Regions from separate parts of the Macaca mulatta genome. Here region 2 is linked to region 1. A link is a contact called in public Micro-C data. All regions are on one chromosome and are shown on one strand. Each heading gives the region's core, a stretch centred on a gene start, on an enhancer-like site or on the middle of the called end of the contact. The rest is flanking DNA. Distances are from core to core; before and after follow the strand shown.

Evidence for each region. Hi-C and Micro-C count contacts between places; a contact is called where the count stands out from the background.
Region 2: a contact with region 1 is called in a Micro-C map of CD4 T cells, with 5 times the contacts expected there. The contact joins the promoter of NSMCE1 here to the enhancer-like site in region 1. A contact is called at or near these places in 4 of 14 Hi-C or Micro-C datasets (CD4 T cells, blood, liver and 1 more).

What each region holds. Positions count from the first base shown.
Region 1 is chr20:26,781,799-26,784,553 of T2T-MMU8v2.0, forward strand. NSMCE1 (NSE1 homolog, SMC5-SMC6 complex component) reads right to left here. Exons shown (of 9, transcript XR_013411612.1): 3 at 1,095-1,216; 4 at 227-304. Among named protein-coding and RNA genes, the nearest start is that of KDM8, 32 kb to the left of the region's middle. Within about 2 kb of position 1,488, at least 16 of the 40 cell types and tissues checked have an H3K27ac peak or open chromatin away from gene starts, as enhancers often do. A contact at or near this core is called in CD4 T cells, blood and prefrontal cortex, where this site is marked.
Region 2 is chr20:26,815,325-26,818,480 of T2T-MMU8v2.0, forward strand. It overlaps NSMCE1 (NSE1 homolog, SMC5-SMC6 complex component), which reads right to left and starts at 1,865. Exons shown (of 9, transcript XR_013411612.1): 1 at 1,799-1,865. The region is part of intron 1 of LOC144337957 (a long non-coding RNA gene); the gene reads left to right. It overlaps LOC144337955 (a long non-coding RNA gene), which reads left to right. Exons shown (of 2, transcript XR_013411619.1): 2 at 1,169-1,859.

The DNA.
Region 1 (2,755 bases), core at 238-2,737:
CCTGGCCCAGCACTTCCTTCCCAGGCAGCCATGGGGGCCCCTGACAGCTGTGAATTCCAGATGGGTAGACAGTGATATCTCCCTGCAAAGCGTTTCCTCAGACAGCAGTGGTGGCCCACGTCCCCCGCAGTGATCCTTGAAGACTGCAGTTGCCACTTCTAACGACTGAGAAAGAACTTTCCCATAAGAAGCCCAGCCAATGGGCGACGGGGATTACTCTACTTACAGCCTTTCTAAACAGATCCAGTTCATTCTCTGCAAAATCCGTAGCCATTTTGGAAATTGAAGTTGTAGCAAGATTCACCTAAGAAATAAGTCAGCGCAACAGTCAGGCTGTGCCCTTCGCGTGTTGGTTAACGTGTCGCTGGCTCTCCCTCCCTCCCCTCCTCCGTCTCTGGCCAGTCACTGAGCTCCTGTATCCAGGCACTGCGAGCCGCAGGATGGATCTGTAACCAGGCATATACTACAGACTTTATTCTTTAGCTCAGTCAACATGCTAGACCCTCAGAAGTTTCAGAACTCCAGAGGGTGTGCAGTATTTTCCAAACTCAGATAAATTTGGGAGATTTGTCTACATGTTAATGGAGCTTCAAATGCAAAAGGCACTGAGAAGTCCGACAGCAAGGAAATCTGCTTTGCCGTGTCTGACCAGCATTTCCATAGTTCTTTGCCTGTGTAATGTTTTGGAAACCCTGGACTAGAGTGCTCCTTTCTGAGTGTGAGCCTGGCTGGGAGCAGCCAGATGTCCTCTGACCAGCCCGAGGTGTCTCCTAGCCAGGGATGGGGCATGTCAGCTTCCCACTCCTGTGTTTTCACCCTGATCCCTACCTGTGAGAGTAAATCTGAAAACCACTGAAGACCCCACGTGGGTCGCAATCCTTGACACTCCTACACACTGTTTCTTTTCATCGCTTCTATGTCTTATTCTAAGTAAAAAACCATTTCTCCCTTTATTCCTAATATTCCATACATTTGGAGTGACTTCTTTACAAAGAACTGTCCAAAAGAGAAATCAAACCAAAGCAAACACGGGCTGCCTGGGCCCTGTTCCAGCTCCTCAAAAACACCACTAGAGGGCTCTGCCGGGCACTCACCAACGCATAAATGGGTCTCCCGTCATCTTCCGTGACTCCTCTCTTTATCTCAATATACAAGGACTCCAAGACACTGTTAATGTTGTTGATGAAGTCCTCCAACTTATCTACAGTGGCATTGCCTGGAAATAAACAGACCAAAAAAGGGGTGTGATGGGGGGCCTCATCAAAAAAACGTAGTTTGCTTGAATCATTCCATCCCATCTCAACACAGGGGACAGCAACCCCAGACACGGGCGGAGGCTGCAGCCTCTTGGGTGAATGCCAGTGCCGTGTGGCTTCTTTCTTCCTGGAGTACTTGGAAGACAAACAGACAACAGATGGAGGGCGTTGTGAGGCAGGAGGGCCGGGGAGATGCTATCTGCAACCACGGAGGCTGCCGCGGGCTTCCTGTCTTTGCTCGCTGCCTCCCGATGAGAGTCTGGATCAGCACCTTCAGCGTATCACTCAATGACATGCTCAGAGCGTGCACTAAGCTCCCGCTGCACACACATCCCATCCCATCTCAGCCGTTCTACCTCGTCCCCAGTGCCCCGCGAGAGGCCTCTGTCCCTTTGCGTCCCCACACGTCTTAGGTGGAGCTTTATTCCTTTCTTTTTTTATTCAGTGTCCACTTATCCTCACTTACATGCCAGGCTTGTGCTAGGTCCTGGGCTGGAACAGTAAGAATAACAACAACCGGGGTGAGAAGGGCGGCTTGCAGCAAGCCCTCAGCATGGAGAGGCCCTGTCCCGGGCACCCTTTGTCATCATGAATCCACCCTCCAGCAGCTCTCTGGGCACAGGGAAAGAGGCTGAGACGCAGAAAGGTGAACTGACTCACCCAGAGTTGTACCACAAGGCCGGGGCTTTGACCTCTCTGTCACCCACCTCCCCTGGCCCTGCCAGCAGGACGCTCACAGCCCAGGGGCCACCATCCAGGTCCATCAGTCTGAGGAGGGGGTACCCACAGTATGGCCGGGGGCTCAGCTGAATGGACACTGATCAGCCAGGGAAGGAAGGAGGGCAGAGAGGCTGCGGTGGGGAAGGGAGCCAGATCACACAGGGCCTGTGGCCGGGGACAGCAGGGCCTTTCTCCTGTGGCACCAGGAAGCCTCTGAGCACTGGAAGCAGTGGAAGGACATGTCCAGCGCTGTGTACCTTTCATGCTGTGAGACAGTCATGTCTTTTGAGACAGTCTCACTATCGCCCAGGCCGGAGTGCAGTAGCGCAATCTTGGCTCACTGCAACCTCCACCTCCGGGTTCAAGCAATCCACCTGCCTTAGCCTCCCGAGGAGTTGAGATTACAGGCGCCCACCACCACGCTCAGCTAGTTTTTGTATTTTCAGTAGAGATAGGGTTTTACCATGTTGGCCAGGCTGGTCTCGAGCTCCTGACCTCAGGTGATCCGCCCACCTCGGCCTCCCAAAATGCTGGGATTACAGGAATGAGCTTGTGCTGCGAAACTTTTTAAAGCAAGAGTATGTATTACTGTTTTCACTGTTTTTATGTATTAAAATAAATAATTTCAAAAGATTCATGCCTTAGAAAATCATTTTGGAAAAAAAACTGCAAGAAAAAACAGACAATCTGATACATTTCGTGTGAAACAAAAACAGAACCAATGAAACGGTCCCACAGGAAAAGGCCCAGCAGGTTGCCCACTGGACTGATGACCAAGG
Region 2 (3,156 bases), core at 615-3,114, 34 kb after region 1:
AAAATAAAGGCACAATGTGGGCAGCAAAAGAAAAAAGGAGAAAAAATGGGAGAAAAATTGGTTTTAATCCCATGTATAACATATTGTCTTGTTTTGTTTTTGTTTTAGACAATTTAAGGCAGAATTATCTCTCTGCAACCCTGCAGATAAATCCTAGTATTTTAGCTTTAAGTTTCAAGAGTTCAGATATACAGATAAACCAACTAAAGAAAACCTTTTCTAAGGCTTTGAAGCATTATATAAATCTTTAACATTCCTATCACCCACATTTTAAGAAATACATCTATACTTTTAATTAATTAATGCATTTAATTCATTTAATAATACATTTATTTAAATTTAATAATTTTGAAATATAAATGTTTGTGGAATAAGTAAATCTCAGTCATACCATTCGTGCAGGTGCTAACACAATTCTTGTGCTTCACATGCACGACATCATTTAACCCCAACCAGCACCTTATGAGCAAAGGATCACTGACCCCATCTTACAGATGAGGAAACTGAGACTAAAAGGGCACAAGGTGACACACAAGAGTTGGTGGCAGAGAGAGACGTGACCATACAACAGCACGGTTCCTGTTCTCAAAGACACTCTCTTATCCAGTGAGAGTGAGAAAAGTGAGTGAACAGAACAGCTACAATCCAGGTCCCTCATCTGCAACCCTCAAATCTAAAAAGGTATGAATACTAGTGGATGATCAGATGCAGGGGAAAAAAAAAGTCTGAATACCAAAACTTGTTTCTTACGTTGGAGAACTTGACCTGACTTAAGGTGAGGCTATCCATGGTTATTTATCCCAACAGTGTAAATATATGCATATCTTTTTTTTTTTTTCAGACGGAGTTTCGCTCTTGTTGCCCCAACTGGAGTGAAGTGGCGCGATCCTGACTCACTACAACCTTCGCCTCCCTCGTTCAAGTGATTCTCCTGCCTCAGCCTCCCGCCTCAGCCTCCCGAGTAGCTGGTAGTACAGGCACGCGCCACCACGCCCGGCTAATTTTTTGTATTTTTAGTACAGGCGGGGTTTCACCATGTTAGCCAGGCTGGTCTGGAACTCCGGACCTCAGGTGATTCGCCCGCCTCAGCCTCCCAAAGTGCTGGGATTACAGGCCTGAGCCACCGCGACCCGGTCAATATAATATATGCATATCTTCATATCTTTAGCTGTGGAAAGGGTCGTGTATTTGATTGCAAGCCGCTGCTCCAGCCCCCACTGAGGGTGAAACCTAACATAGAACATACGCACTTTACCTTTCCAAAGTCCGAGAAATCCTCGATTTTAAACGCATCTGGCCTCGGGGCTGTAACACAAGCGGCTGCGGACTTGTACAAAGTGAGAAACTCCGTACACAAAAACAGAGGGGAGCACGGAGGGCGGCGGGACAGACAGGGTGGTCGGCGAAGGCTGTGTTTTCCATAGATGTAATCACAGTTTGAATCGAATTTTATATTTTGCTTTTTCACCTATTACAATGAAAAGTATCCTTACCTGTTAAATCGTAATTACGATTAAAAATATTTTTCACTAAATAGTACGATTTTTAGATGTCTTTGTGTGTGTTGTGGGAGGAGATCCCAGTCCGCTGCCTTCTGCGGCCCCTCTCTGGGCCTCAGTTTCCCCATCAAGAAGGGGGAGCCCCAAGACCCCCGTCCCCGAGTTCCACAGCCCACGAGGATAGACCACGGGGCCAGACCCCACTGCCTGTCTCGCCCACCCCACCTTCCGTCCTCCCCTCGCCTTCCTCGAAGTCCCTCTTCTTTCCCCTCTACCCCCTAGCGCGCCGCGTTACCCACCAGGGTGCCCAAGCGCAACCCGCGCTGAGCTAGCGGATACGGTCGCAAGGCGGACTCTTCTTCCTTTGGGGCGGGGCGAACGCGAACGCGGCGTTCCCGTTGGTGGCCTGCAGACGATTCGCCCGTCCGTTGGGTGACGCACTTCCGGTTTTCCGTTTGCGCCGTTTCCCTAGTGTTTCCGCCTCGTGGGTTAGATCCCAATTACTGCGCCGCTCTCCATCCTTAATAATGGGAAGGGGCTTCCACTTGTCGCCCTCCGCCTCCTGCACCTCAGTGACTTCCCTGACCAAGGAGGAAGAATCGGCGCGTAGCCCGTGCTTCCCCCACTGGCCACGATTCCGCCGGCACAATGTAGTGCCCTGCCCCGGGCCTCAGTTTCCCCATCAGTGGAACTGACAGTGTGGCCTCGTCGTCAAAAATGTGGACTCTGGCCGGGCGCGGTGGCTCATGCCTGTAGGCCCAGCACTTTGGGAGACCAAGGCGGGCCGATCACTTGAGTTCAGGAGTTCGAGACCAACTTTGCCAACATGGTGAAACCCCCGTCACTACTAAAAGTACAAAAATTAGCTGGGCGTGGTGGTGTGTGCCTGTAATCCCAGCTACTCGGGAGGCTGAGGCAGGAGAATTGCTTGAACCCGAGAGGCAGAGGTTGCAGTAAGCCAGATCGCATCACAGCACTCGAGCCTGGGTGACAGAGCAAGACTTAGTCTCATAAAAAACAAAAGAAAAATGTGGACTCTGTGGTCATACAGCCTGAGCTAGAATCCTGGCTCTGCCACTTACTAGTTGGCAGAAGCTTGGGCAAGTCATTGAGCCTCAGTTTCCTCTTCCATTAAATGGGGATATTAGTCCTTGCAAAATAGTGTTGGTGAGATTTAGGTGCTTAGCATAGCCACTGAAAAGTGTCACATGGGAGTGCTGATTAAATGTTAACTATTATCTTACCTAGGGATTGTGAGAAAGCAAGTGAAATTACTCTTGGAAGTGAATAGACTGTTTTGAATCTTCAAGGCATTAATTTTCCAAACGTTTGTATACTATCCCTAGTCTGAGAGCTAGGGATGCAGCCTAGCAAGGGAAACAGGTAACTAATATAGAACAGCGGTACCTGCAAATGTCTGTCTCTGTGAGGATAACTCAAATACAGGCTTGGTCACTCACCACCCCTGTGATCTTGGACAACCTTTTTTTTTTTTTTTTTTTTTTGAGACGGAGTCTCGCTCTGACCCCCAGGCTGGAATGCAGTGGCGCCATCTCGGCTCACTGCAAGCTCCGCCTCCCGGGCACACGCCATTCTCCTGCCTCAGCCTCCCAAGTAGCTGGGACTACGGGCGCCCACCACCACGCCTGGCTAATTT